3 separate regions of the Mus musculus genome follow, and all the other regions are linked to region 3. The links are chromatin contacts, called in public promoter capture Hi-C maps. All regions are on one chromosome and are shown on one strand. The core of a region is the stretch at or near the end of the contact, and the rest is flanking DNA. Distances in the headings are between cores, read along the strand shown. Region 1 holds the start of Clta (clathrin, light polypeptide (Lca)). Region 2 holds the start of Hint2 (histidine triad nucleotide binding protein 2). Region 3 holds the start of Reck (reversion-inducing-cysteine-rich protein with kazal motifs).

Region 1 (3,303 bases), core at 74-2,573, 130 kb after region 3:
CTTGATAGAAGACAAAATGGGAAACTCTATTGAACTCACTGGCACAGGAAAAGACTTCCTGAGCAGGAACACCATTAACACAGGCGTTGAGATCAACAATTGATGAATGGAACCTTATGAAACGGAAAGCTTCTGTAAGGCAGAGGACACTGTCATTTGGACAAAGAATTAGGCACAGAATGAAAAAAGATCTTTACCAGTTACGCATCTGACAGAGGGCTAAAACCAAAATATGTAAAGAATTAAACCAATTTCTACCCCCAAACACAACAACCTCTTCCTGAAAATCAAGACAACAAATAACCCAATTAAAAACGGGGCACAGAATAAATACAGTCTCCAAAAGATGAAACATAAATAGCATCTTTAATTTCTTTAGAATTAAATATTCAACATTCTTAGTCATCTGGGAAATGCAAATCAAAACTACTTTGAGATTTCATCTCACACCAGTAAGAATAGCCAAGATCAATAAAGCAAATGACAGCTCACAGCGGTGAGGATATTGGGTAAGGGAAACTCTCACCTACTGATGGTGAGCGTTGGAATTTTTTTGTATACTGTGTGAAGGTGTGTTTCTGTCCTCTTTCACTTGCCTAAAGCAGTCTCTGATTGGCTTTAATAAAGATCTGAGAGCCAATAGCTGGGCAGGAAGTAGAAGGCAGGACTTCCTGGTAGAGAGAAAGGGACTGTGGGAAGACTCATGTGCGGGAGGATCTGTGTGTTGCAGAGTTGGAAGGATTACGTGCTGGGTCCGAGTGAGAGGTAATGGCCACGTGACAGATGTAGATAGAATAAACAGGCTAATTTAAGTTAGACAAGGTAGTTGGGAGGCACCCAACTATAATGCCTGTGGGTCGCAACCCTCTTGAGGTTGTTGAATGACCCTTTTACAGGAGTTGCCTAAGATCATCAGAAAATGCAAATATTTATATTACAATTCATAACAGGATCAAAATTACATCTACGAAGTGGCAATGAAAAGAACTTTACGGTTGGGTGTACCACAGCGTGAGGAACTGTATTAAAGAGTCGCAGAATTAGCAAAGTTGAGGACCACTAACCCACAGAGGCACTTGCTCAGCCGTGTTCATTGCTGTCCTACTCATGATAGCCGGTATCACTGGGTAGTTGGTGATTGTACATTGACATCCTGTGTGTTGGCAAAACAGGAAAGCCCACAAAGATACAGTGTCTGTGAGAGGCAGTTGTGTCTGGAAGAGATGCAGTTTGGGTGTGCCTCTACAGGCCTAGATAGATAAGAATGCTAAAGAATTGAAAGTTCCCGCCCATTTCAAGGCACATTGCTTGGAGGAGGTCTGTGGTCTTTGCTCTATGACCTGAAGCAAAGTCAGCTGGATGGCCTTGAGCTGTTCCACTGTACAGGTGAAATGGTTTGGCCCCCACTGACTTGGCTTGGAGTCACCACCACCACCATGTCCGTGACTCTGCTCAGCCTGGCCAGGGTGTAAGGAGGAGCTAGAGACTTCTTTTATAGCAATGGACCTTTGAGAGAGCTCTGCTCACTTGGACTTTTGGGCTCTCTCTCTTTTTGGCTTGGCTTCATAGAAGGAGATCCAGGTAAGGTAGGGATTTGTTCTTTGGGCTAGCAGGAACCTCAGAGAACCAGTGGGCAGGACATAGGAGAAACAGGATTCTAGGAAAGAACTAAGGAGCCCTCTTGGGTTTGGAGGAGCTCAAGAGAAAGGTAGATTAGCTCAGTACAATGACACAGCTAGAAAGATTTCTAAGGAGCTAGCAGTTTATTGTAGAATCAGGCTTGTAAATAGATCTTTTGTAGTTAAGAAAGTAAAGTTACCTTGCTGAGCTAGTGGGGTTTTACCACAGCTCCTGCCTCCAGTGTTTTTATGGGTATAAATATTAAGTAAATTTAAAAAGATAATTATTACAAGCCAGAAATTGGAAACACCCTTGATGCCTGTGTTAGTCGGGCTTTCTATTGCTGTGAAGAGACACCATGGCCAGGGCAATTCTTATTAAAAAAAAAATGTTTAATTGGGGCTGCCTTACAGTTCAGAGGTTTAGTCCATTATCATCATAGTGAGAAGCATGGCGGCACACAGGCAGGCATGGTGCTGGAGAGCTGGCTGAGTGTTCTACATCTGGATGCAAAGGCAGCAGGAAGAGACAATGAGCCACTAAGCCTGGCTTGAGCTTCTGAGACTTCAAAGCCTGCCCCCTCAGTTAATCACTTCCTCTGAAAATGCCACACTTACTCCAACAAGGCGTTACACCTCTTAATAGGCCCAGTCCCTAGGAGCCTATGGGGCCATTTATTTTCTCTTCCTTCCTTCCTTCCTTCCTTTTCTCCCTCCCTCCCTCTCTCTTTCTTTCTCTCTCTTTTTCTTTCTCTCTCTTGAGAGGTTTCCAATCTTTTTGTTTTTGGATTGGATATTTTCTTTATTTACATTTCAAATGTTTCCCCCTTTCCAGGTCTCCCCTTCAGACCTCCCCACCCCCTCTTCCCTGCCTCTATGAAGGTCCTCCGCCCTGGCATTTCCCTACACTTGGACATCGAACACCCTTGGGCCCAAGGGCCTCTCCTCCCACTGATGTCCAACAAGGCCATCTTCTGCCACATAGGTGGCCAGCACCATGGGTTGCTCCATGTGTATTCATTGGTTGGTGGTTCAGTCCCCGGGAGCTCCAGTGGGGTCTGGCCTGTTGACACTGTTGCTCCCTCCATGAGGCTGCAAAACCCCTCAGCTTCTTCAGTCCTTTCTCCAACTCCTCCATCCGGGACCCCGAGCTCAGTCCAATGGTTGGCTTTGAGTTTCTGCCTCTGTCTTTGTCAAGCACTAGCAGAACCTCTCAGGAGACAGCCATATCAGGCTTCCATCCGCAAGCACTTCCCAGCATCCACAATAAAGTCCGGGTTTGGTGGCTGTATATGAGATGGGTCCCCAGGTGGGGCAGTCTCTGGATGCCCTTTCTTTCAGTCTCTGCTCCACACTTTGTCTCCATATTTCCTCCTGTGAGTATTTTGTTCACCCTTCTAAAAAGCACTGAAGCATCCACATTTTGGTCTTCCTTCTTAGGCTTCATGTGGTCTGTGAATTGAATCTTGGATATTCCAAACTTTTGGGCTAATATCCACTTATCAGTGAGTGCATACCGTGTTTGTTCTTTTATGACTGAGTTACCTCACTCAGGATGATATTTTCTAGTTCCATCTATTTGCCTGAGAATTTCATGAAGTCATTTATTCATTTATTTATTTATTTATTTATTTATTTATTAATTATATGTAAGTACACTGTAGCTGTCTTCAGACACTCCAGA
Region 2 (3,280 bases), core at 5-2,504, 220 kb before region 3:
ACTTTCAGAGCCTGAAGAGTAGGCCAGGTGATGGTGGACCTGGTTACAGAACACGCAGTGATTCCTATGCGGGACTTAGGAGTGCAACTGATTCCTGTAACAGTGCCTGAGAAATCTAGCACTACCCAGGTAAGAAGACCCAGAAGGGCAGTTTCAAGAGTGAGGTTTTCCCCTGGGTGTGGAGTCGTACATTTGTAATTCCAGCACCTAGGTCAGGGAGGCAGGAGGATTGGCTACGTTTAGAGACTCTTGGCTGGTGTGGGATACATAAGACTCTGTTCCCCAAAGCAAGACAACATTGAGGCCTCAGTTCCAACGCTACCCTTGCATACATCAGATGAATGCCCCTGACAACTTCAAAGCATGAATGAAACTCTTTACTGTTTTTAACGTATTTCTACTACACGTTTTCTGATCTTTAAGCCTTGTTACTTGATTTAATGTATTTGTCCTGACACTGGCTGATTTCTCATTTGGGTGTCAAATCTTATTGTGCAGCTTTCCTGTTAGTGTTTCTATGCAGGCCAAGCTGGCGCAGTCCTGGTAATTCTGCTGCCACAGTCTCCCACATTGCTGGGATTATAGGAATGCGCCACCATGCTTGGCTTCTACACTGGACTTTCGGTTCCAGTCATGTGAATCAGCGGAGTTACGGAAGAGTTCAGCTAAGTGAACTAGGCTGTACCTGAGGGGATAATAGGTAGGGATATCCCAGTTTCCCACCGGTTCAGAGAGGGCTGGAGCCAGTGTGTGACACTGAAGCAAAACAGTGGGGTCAATGAAATCGCTGCTGCGTGTGGTGGTGTGTGAAAGATGAAGGAGCAAAACTGGTGCACATTATAGGGTCAGAGGTCCGAGGAAGACAGCCGGCTAGCTCCCAGAAGGGAGCACTCACTTCTTGCAAGGGGCACGGTTGAGGTAAGCCGAGAGCTGGCTCCCGGACAGCAGCACACGCTCCATCTCAACCGAGACGCCCCCCGGCTGTTCCCAGAAGCGGTCGCAGGCAGATCGCTTCTCTCCGGGACTGGAGTCAGACCTGCCCGCCCGCAGAGTCCCGGAATTTGACCCTTGGTCGAGGCAGTGGCTCCGCGGGGATGAGTGCTGCGCGTGCCGGGCCCGGAACGCGCCAGTGCCTGCAAGACCCCTCGTCCCTCTGGCTGCTTCTCACCTGCGCCCCCCGGGCCCCCGCGGCAGCCAGGGTTCTGCGCGCAGCGCGCAAGCCCACGGCCAGCAGCACAGCAGCAGCCATCTTCCTGAGAGTGTCGCCTGCAGGCGCAGCCCCATTGGCCGTGGCCTGCTGGGGGGCGGGTCCCGTCGTACATCTCATTGGCTGCCTCTGCGAACGCAGGGCCAATTTTTGTTTGGTAGCGTGAAAACTCTTTTTCCATTGGGTCCCTACGCAGTTTCACTCTGAGATACATTCCCATTCCATTGGAAGGACTAAACCTGGGGGTGGGATATTCTCCTAATGGACTCAGGTTCGCCACCTTGACCAAGCGCTCGTTCTCGGCCTGTCCCTTTTAGCTCTGGCCCCTCTTGAGGGGTAAGGGGGGTGAAGAGGGCGGGGCCTCGCCACCTGCTGTACAAAAGGCTAAAAGTAGCGCAGACCCATCTCCGCATTGGTCAGGAGGGCGGGGTTCTGAGGACATTCGGTGTTTATTGGCTCCCGAAGAACATGGGCGGGACTCAAGGTGAATTGGGACCTTTTTTTTTTTTTTTTTTTTTTTTAAAATCTGTAGGGTAGGCACCCAGTCTTTTCTTAACAATTTCAGCCTTTGGACCACTGCAAAGATTTAAAACATATCGTATGAAAATATCTTTTTAAAATCGAGATCAATTTCTTCCTGTTCTTGCTCCCACTTACATCAGTTTTCAGGGCATTTTTTTTTCCTTAAACGAGTGAGGATGTATGTTATACTATGCGTTATTCTTTTCTCCACTTCATAAATGGTGGGTGGTATCGTTACCTCTGTGCCCAGCATTTTCAGTGAGGCAGGTCTGATTGTATACACTTTTTTTAAATACAAAAATTGTGTGTGTGTGTGTGTGTATACGCCTGTGGGTTATGTGCATATGGATGCTATAAGGCGTAGGATGTCCTGGCGCTGGAGTTACAGGCTGTTGAGAGCCACCTGATGTATGTGCTGGTAGCTGAATTCCAGTGCTCTCCAAGTTCAGTATATGTCCTTAGCTGCTTAGCCATCTCTCCAGCCCTTAAAGATTTATTTGTTTACATGTGGGTGTATGTGCAAGCCCATGTGGGTGTCTGTAGAGGCCAGAAGAGGGTGCCAAAGATGCCTCCTTAAAGCTGGAGTTACATACACATAGTGTGAGCCTCCTGATGTGAACCAAGTTTAAGTCCTCTACAAGTATAGCAAGCACTGAACCATCTCGCCAGTTCTGCTTCATGTTTTGAAATAAGAAACACAGTATTTCCCTTGAGCAGCAGAGGCAGGAGGATCACTCATGATTTCCAGGCCAGTGTGGTCTACACAGCAAGACTCTGTCTCAAAAAAACACTAGTATCCCCTCACTCCCACCCCTCTAAATACTCACCACCTGGAGAGTTCTGGTCTGGCACAATAAGGTAAGTTACTATTATATCTTTAGAGGCTGTTATGTGTTTGCACATGTCCTGATATATAAATGCTCAACAGTTGAGTATTTGGTGTTTTGCTGTTCTGCAGCTTTTTATGGTAGTAATAAATGTCATGCTCCTTGTTATGTTTTTCAGATTACGGTAGTTTATACACTGCAATGGCCACACACTGTGTCCCCAGTGACCTGATCACAGTAACTCTATTAACAGAATTAGTTTTATATGATTATCACAGCACATACCACCAATGCCGAGACACTCTGGAGTCAGGACAGTCAATCTCTCTTACATAACTATATTATTAGACCTCCCTCCCTGAGGGTTAATATGTCACCATATGATGTTTGCCCTGGGGTCCTAGCGATCTAGGCTGTATCCCTTTCTTTACAAATGGCCTTTCTAAATATGAGGAAATGGAAGGCCACCTTGACCTTGAGCTCTAGATGTGAGACTTGAAAGCTGCCCCCGAGAAGGGCAGGAGATAAGTGGGGCTGGGATGAGAAGAGGGTGGAGATCTGATGGGGGCTAAGCTCCAGAGCTGGGTATTTCTTTGGGTTTTGACACAGCAGGCCACATAGGCTATTTGTTTTGTAGATCCAGCAAAGAGGGAACCTAGCATCACAAGGCCCACCAGTGTCAGACTGTCCTGTGGCCATAAAATCACCTACGGAGTTCTGACAC
Region 3 (3,357 bases), core at 598-3,097:
AGCTTCAGAACAACCAATAGTTGGTGATTAAGTCTATCTAAAAGCACCATATTGATCTCTAAGCATCGATCGTTTTAAGTGACACGTGATCACACCAGCATTGTAGGGCAGAAATATAGTATGAGCTCCAAGGTGAACCACACACTTTTCCTGACAGCTACACTTTAAATAAAGTTAAAAGGAAGAGTGGTAGATAAACGCTATACATTTGTCACAGCACATTCCCAATAGTGACTCCGCGTGTCAGCTCGGGCACGCCCATTGTCACAAAGGTGCCAGGTGGTGGACATTGGTTGTAAGAGAGGCTGTGCATATGAGGGGCACTTTATGTTTTAGTACCGTCCATTCAGCTGGGCTATGAGCCTAGAACTGTTCCAGAAAGTAAAGCCTTAGTTGATAAGGGAAGAGGGTGGGGCAGAAACGATGTAATACAGTCCTCAGTGGTGTTTTGTTTTGTTGACAGGGTTTCTCTGTATAGCCCTGACTGTCCTGGAACTCACTTTGTAGACCAGGCTGGCCTTGAACTCAGAAATTCACCTGCCTCTGCCTCCCAAGTGCTGGGATTAAAGGCATGCACCACCACGCCCGGCTTGTCCTCAGTGTTTTTAATAAAGAAAGTCTGTTGTTTTGAAGAAGCACAAAGTAGTAGGGGCAGAGTGGGAAATACGTTCAGCCAGTTAGCCCCATGGCCTGAGTTCAGATATCTCAATTATTCACTGGGTCAAGCACTGTCTGAGACATTCTAAATACAATATGAGACTGGGTTCCTGTGCGCTTGATCAGGAAATCAGGGCCAGCCTTGGCTTCATTGTAAACTCAAGGTCAGCCTGAGCTGTATGAGATCCTGTCTTCAAAATAAGTAAATAAACACAATACGTTCATTAATCTTATCAAGAAGGCCAGCATGAGGGTTGGGGTGGGGGGGAGGCTCAGAAGTAAAAATGTCCTCACCCACAGACACGGGGCTAGTCGGGAGTAGTGTACAATCTGGACTCGAGGAGGGTGTCAAGACTTTGTTCTTTTCATTACAGTCATAGTTACCATCTGTCGCAGGAGAAAGCTGCTGTTAGTGACCTGAATAGAGGAATCTGGAAATAAGCAATTGGCTTCACTTCTGAACAGCAAGTCTCTAAACTGGACGAGCTATCTGTTCAAGGGCCAGGTAGCCAGGAAAAAGGGGGGGGTGGGGGGTGGGGGGCGTTTCTCCACAATGAATTCGCTTTGATTCCTAGGTCCTCTGGAACATTCTCCGGAGTAGCTGCTCAAAGATTCATCTCCAAATCCTCTCGAACCAATTCTGAATTTCAAGGCTCTCTAAGTCTAGTCATACAGGCTGCCCTGACCCTTTCTCTGAGTGCAATAGGTATTAACAGCGAAGCCAGCCTGTGAATCCGTGCCCTCAGCAGAGCCCTTTGGCTTTGAGGGGAGGCCAGGTAACACGCCTTCTTTAGGTCGAGGCAGCCTTTGGACAGGATAGTAAGAGTGTTCTGGAGGATTCAACTAGGGGTGCACGCCCTACAGTTCAGCTTTGACTTAGCCCTTGCAAATCAGACGGACCTGCAGAGTGATCTCGGCAGGCCAGTCGCCCCTGAGCTGCGGGCTCCCCACCCCCTATGTGCCCCGACACGGGACAGAGGCATTCCACAGGGGTCTCCAGCCTCTGACTTCCCGTTTGAAGACCGCAGCCCGGGAGCCCGAGTCCGAAGGCGACACACAGCTGGCCCATAACAAAGAGCCAGGGTCCAGGGCGCGCTGCCGCCCCCCGGGAGGTTTTGAAAACTCTGAGCGGCCGGGGCGGGGCTTCAGCGAGCCGCAGCCAATCACCAGAGAGCCAAGGCGCCGGGGGCGGGGCCTGGTGCCAGGGGTTGCTACGGCCAGGCTGGGTCCGAGCATCCCGCGGCTTCGGACCCACCCGGCCCGGACATGGCGAGCGTCCGGGCCTCCCCGCGCAGCGCGCTGCTACTTCTGCTGGCCGCGGCGGGGGTCGCGGAGGTGACGGGGGGCCTGGCCCCGGGCAGCGCGGGTGAGTAGCCGCGGGAGCCACGATCGGGGCGGTCCTGAGGAGTGCCTCAGCGCTCCAAGATGGCGCGGAGCCGGGGGCGGGGTGCGCGTGCCCCCAGACCCGCGGGCGGCGGTCAGGAACGCCGGGCTGGAGCCCGACCCGGAGGCCGCTCTCCGCCCTCGTCTTCTTCTCCCTGAAGATCTTGCGAACCCTGGGGTGGTGACTGGGGTTCGAGGCCTTGTTCTGTCACCTCCCAGACAGGGGCCCCTTGCCCTGCCGGACCCTGGTCCCTGGCCAGGGTCCCTGTCAGAAAACAGGGAGGTGCCTGGGCTCCGGATAGCACCGCTGGGCGGAAGGGATACGTAGGTGCAGCTCCCCTGCTGCTGCCCAGTCAGTTGTTGTCACTTGTTAATTTGACTGACTTGGCCTGAGTGGCGGTGAACTTTGATAGGGTCCACAAGGTTGCCTGGCGGGTGCACCGTGGGTCTGAGACCCGGCTGGGGGATGGGGTAAGGTGGGGTGGGGGTTGACTACACATCGATAAATCACCCCGTGGCGGCTTGGCTTCGGGAGAGAGGTGTGTTCTAGGGCTCTGTTAAAGCAGTTGCACCAGAGATGGATGGAAAGCTTGACCGCTTAGGATTGTCCTTCCTGCGCTTGCTCAGCGTTCGGATGTGACACGAACTCGTGCTTCCCGGGACACCTCAGGCTGATAGGTGGTGGAAGACAGGAGCGCTAAGCAGTTTGAATTCAGGCAGACAGGTTCAGAGGAGAGATGCGGGTGGGGCTGCATGTGCACAGAGGAACGTTGACATTCACCTAGAAGATGAGAAAAACCGAGTGTCTACCTATACTAGCCATCGAAAGATGAATGGAATTTTTATAACAAAAGTAACGGAGGAGTGTGTTGCTTACAGGGAGAGGCACTCAGGGGAAAAACATACCCAGTCTCAAGGAAGTTTTCAAGAAAGCCTGAGAAGTTAAAATTAAGGAGTTTTGGTTGATGCTTTATTTATTTATTTATTTATTTATTTTAAAGGAAGGCATTTGAAGAAGATTGTGACAGGAACCTGGGATTAGTTAATTATTTGAATTCTAAATTTAACTATAAACTAGTAAGGAAACCAATAGAAAAGGGACGAAAGAATACTGTGAATTCTTGACTAATCCAGCTTATCTCTCTGTGTTCTAGTTAGTCCAAAGATGTCTAAAGAATACTAGTTACCCCCTTCTTATCCCACTGTTGTGGAGTAGGGCTTTTAGGAAAACTTCAGTAAGTTACTTAGCCTTAATCTTTTTTTTTACTTTAATATCCACATTCTTATATATGGTACCGTCTACATCTATGGTTCTCA

Evidence for each region. Capture Hi-C pulls out chosen DNA fragments and counts their contacts.
Region 1: a promoter capture Hi-C map of adipose tissue shows a contact between it and region 3. The contact joins the promoter of Clta here to the promoter of Reck in region 3. A contact is called at or near these places in 2 of 484 Hi-C or Micro-C datasets (both in embryonic stem cells), 8 of 115 datasets of contacts at active chromatin or transcription factors (bone marrow-derived macrophages, effector CD8 T cells, embryonic stem cells and 3 more) and 3 of 9 other capture datasets (adipose tissue, liver and pancreatic islet).
Region 2: a contact with region 3 is called in a promoter capture Hi-C map of adipose tissue. The contact joins the promoter of Hint2 here to the promoter of Reck in region 3. A contact is called at or near these places in 16 of 39 promoter capture datasets (the 3T3-L1 cell line, 3T3-L1-derived adipocytes, the HPC-7 cell line and 8 more), 6 of 484 Hi-C or Micro-C datasets (CD4 T cells, the HL-1 cell line, embryonic stem cells and 2 more), 8 of 115 datasets of contacts at active chromatin or transcription factors (astrocytes, embryonic stem cells, forebrain and 1 more) and 3 of 9 other capture datasets (adipose tissue, liver and pancreatic islet).

Annotation. Positions count from the first base shown.
Region 1 is chr4:44,003,120-44,006,422 of GRCm38.p6, forward strand. It overlaps Clta (clathrin, light polypeptide (Lca)), which reads left to right and starts at 1,324. Exons shown (of 6, transcript NM_001080384.3): 1 at 1,324-1,581.
Region 2 is chr4:43,655,191-43,658,470 of GRCm38.p6, forward strand. It overlaps Hint2 (histidine triad nucleotide binding protein 2), which reads right to left and starts at 1,255. Exons shown (of 5, transcript NM_026871.1): 1 at 1,169-1,255. The coding sequence starts at 1,249. It also overlaps the pseudogene Gm4748.
Region 3 is chr4:43,873,683-43,877,039 of GRCm38.p6, forward strand. Reck (reversion-inducing-cysteine-rich protein with kazal motifs) reads left to right here and starts at 1,848. Exons shown (of 21, transcript NM_016678.2): 1 at 1,848-2,023. The coding sequence starts at 1,924.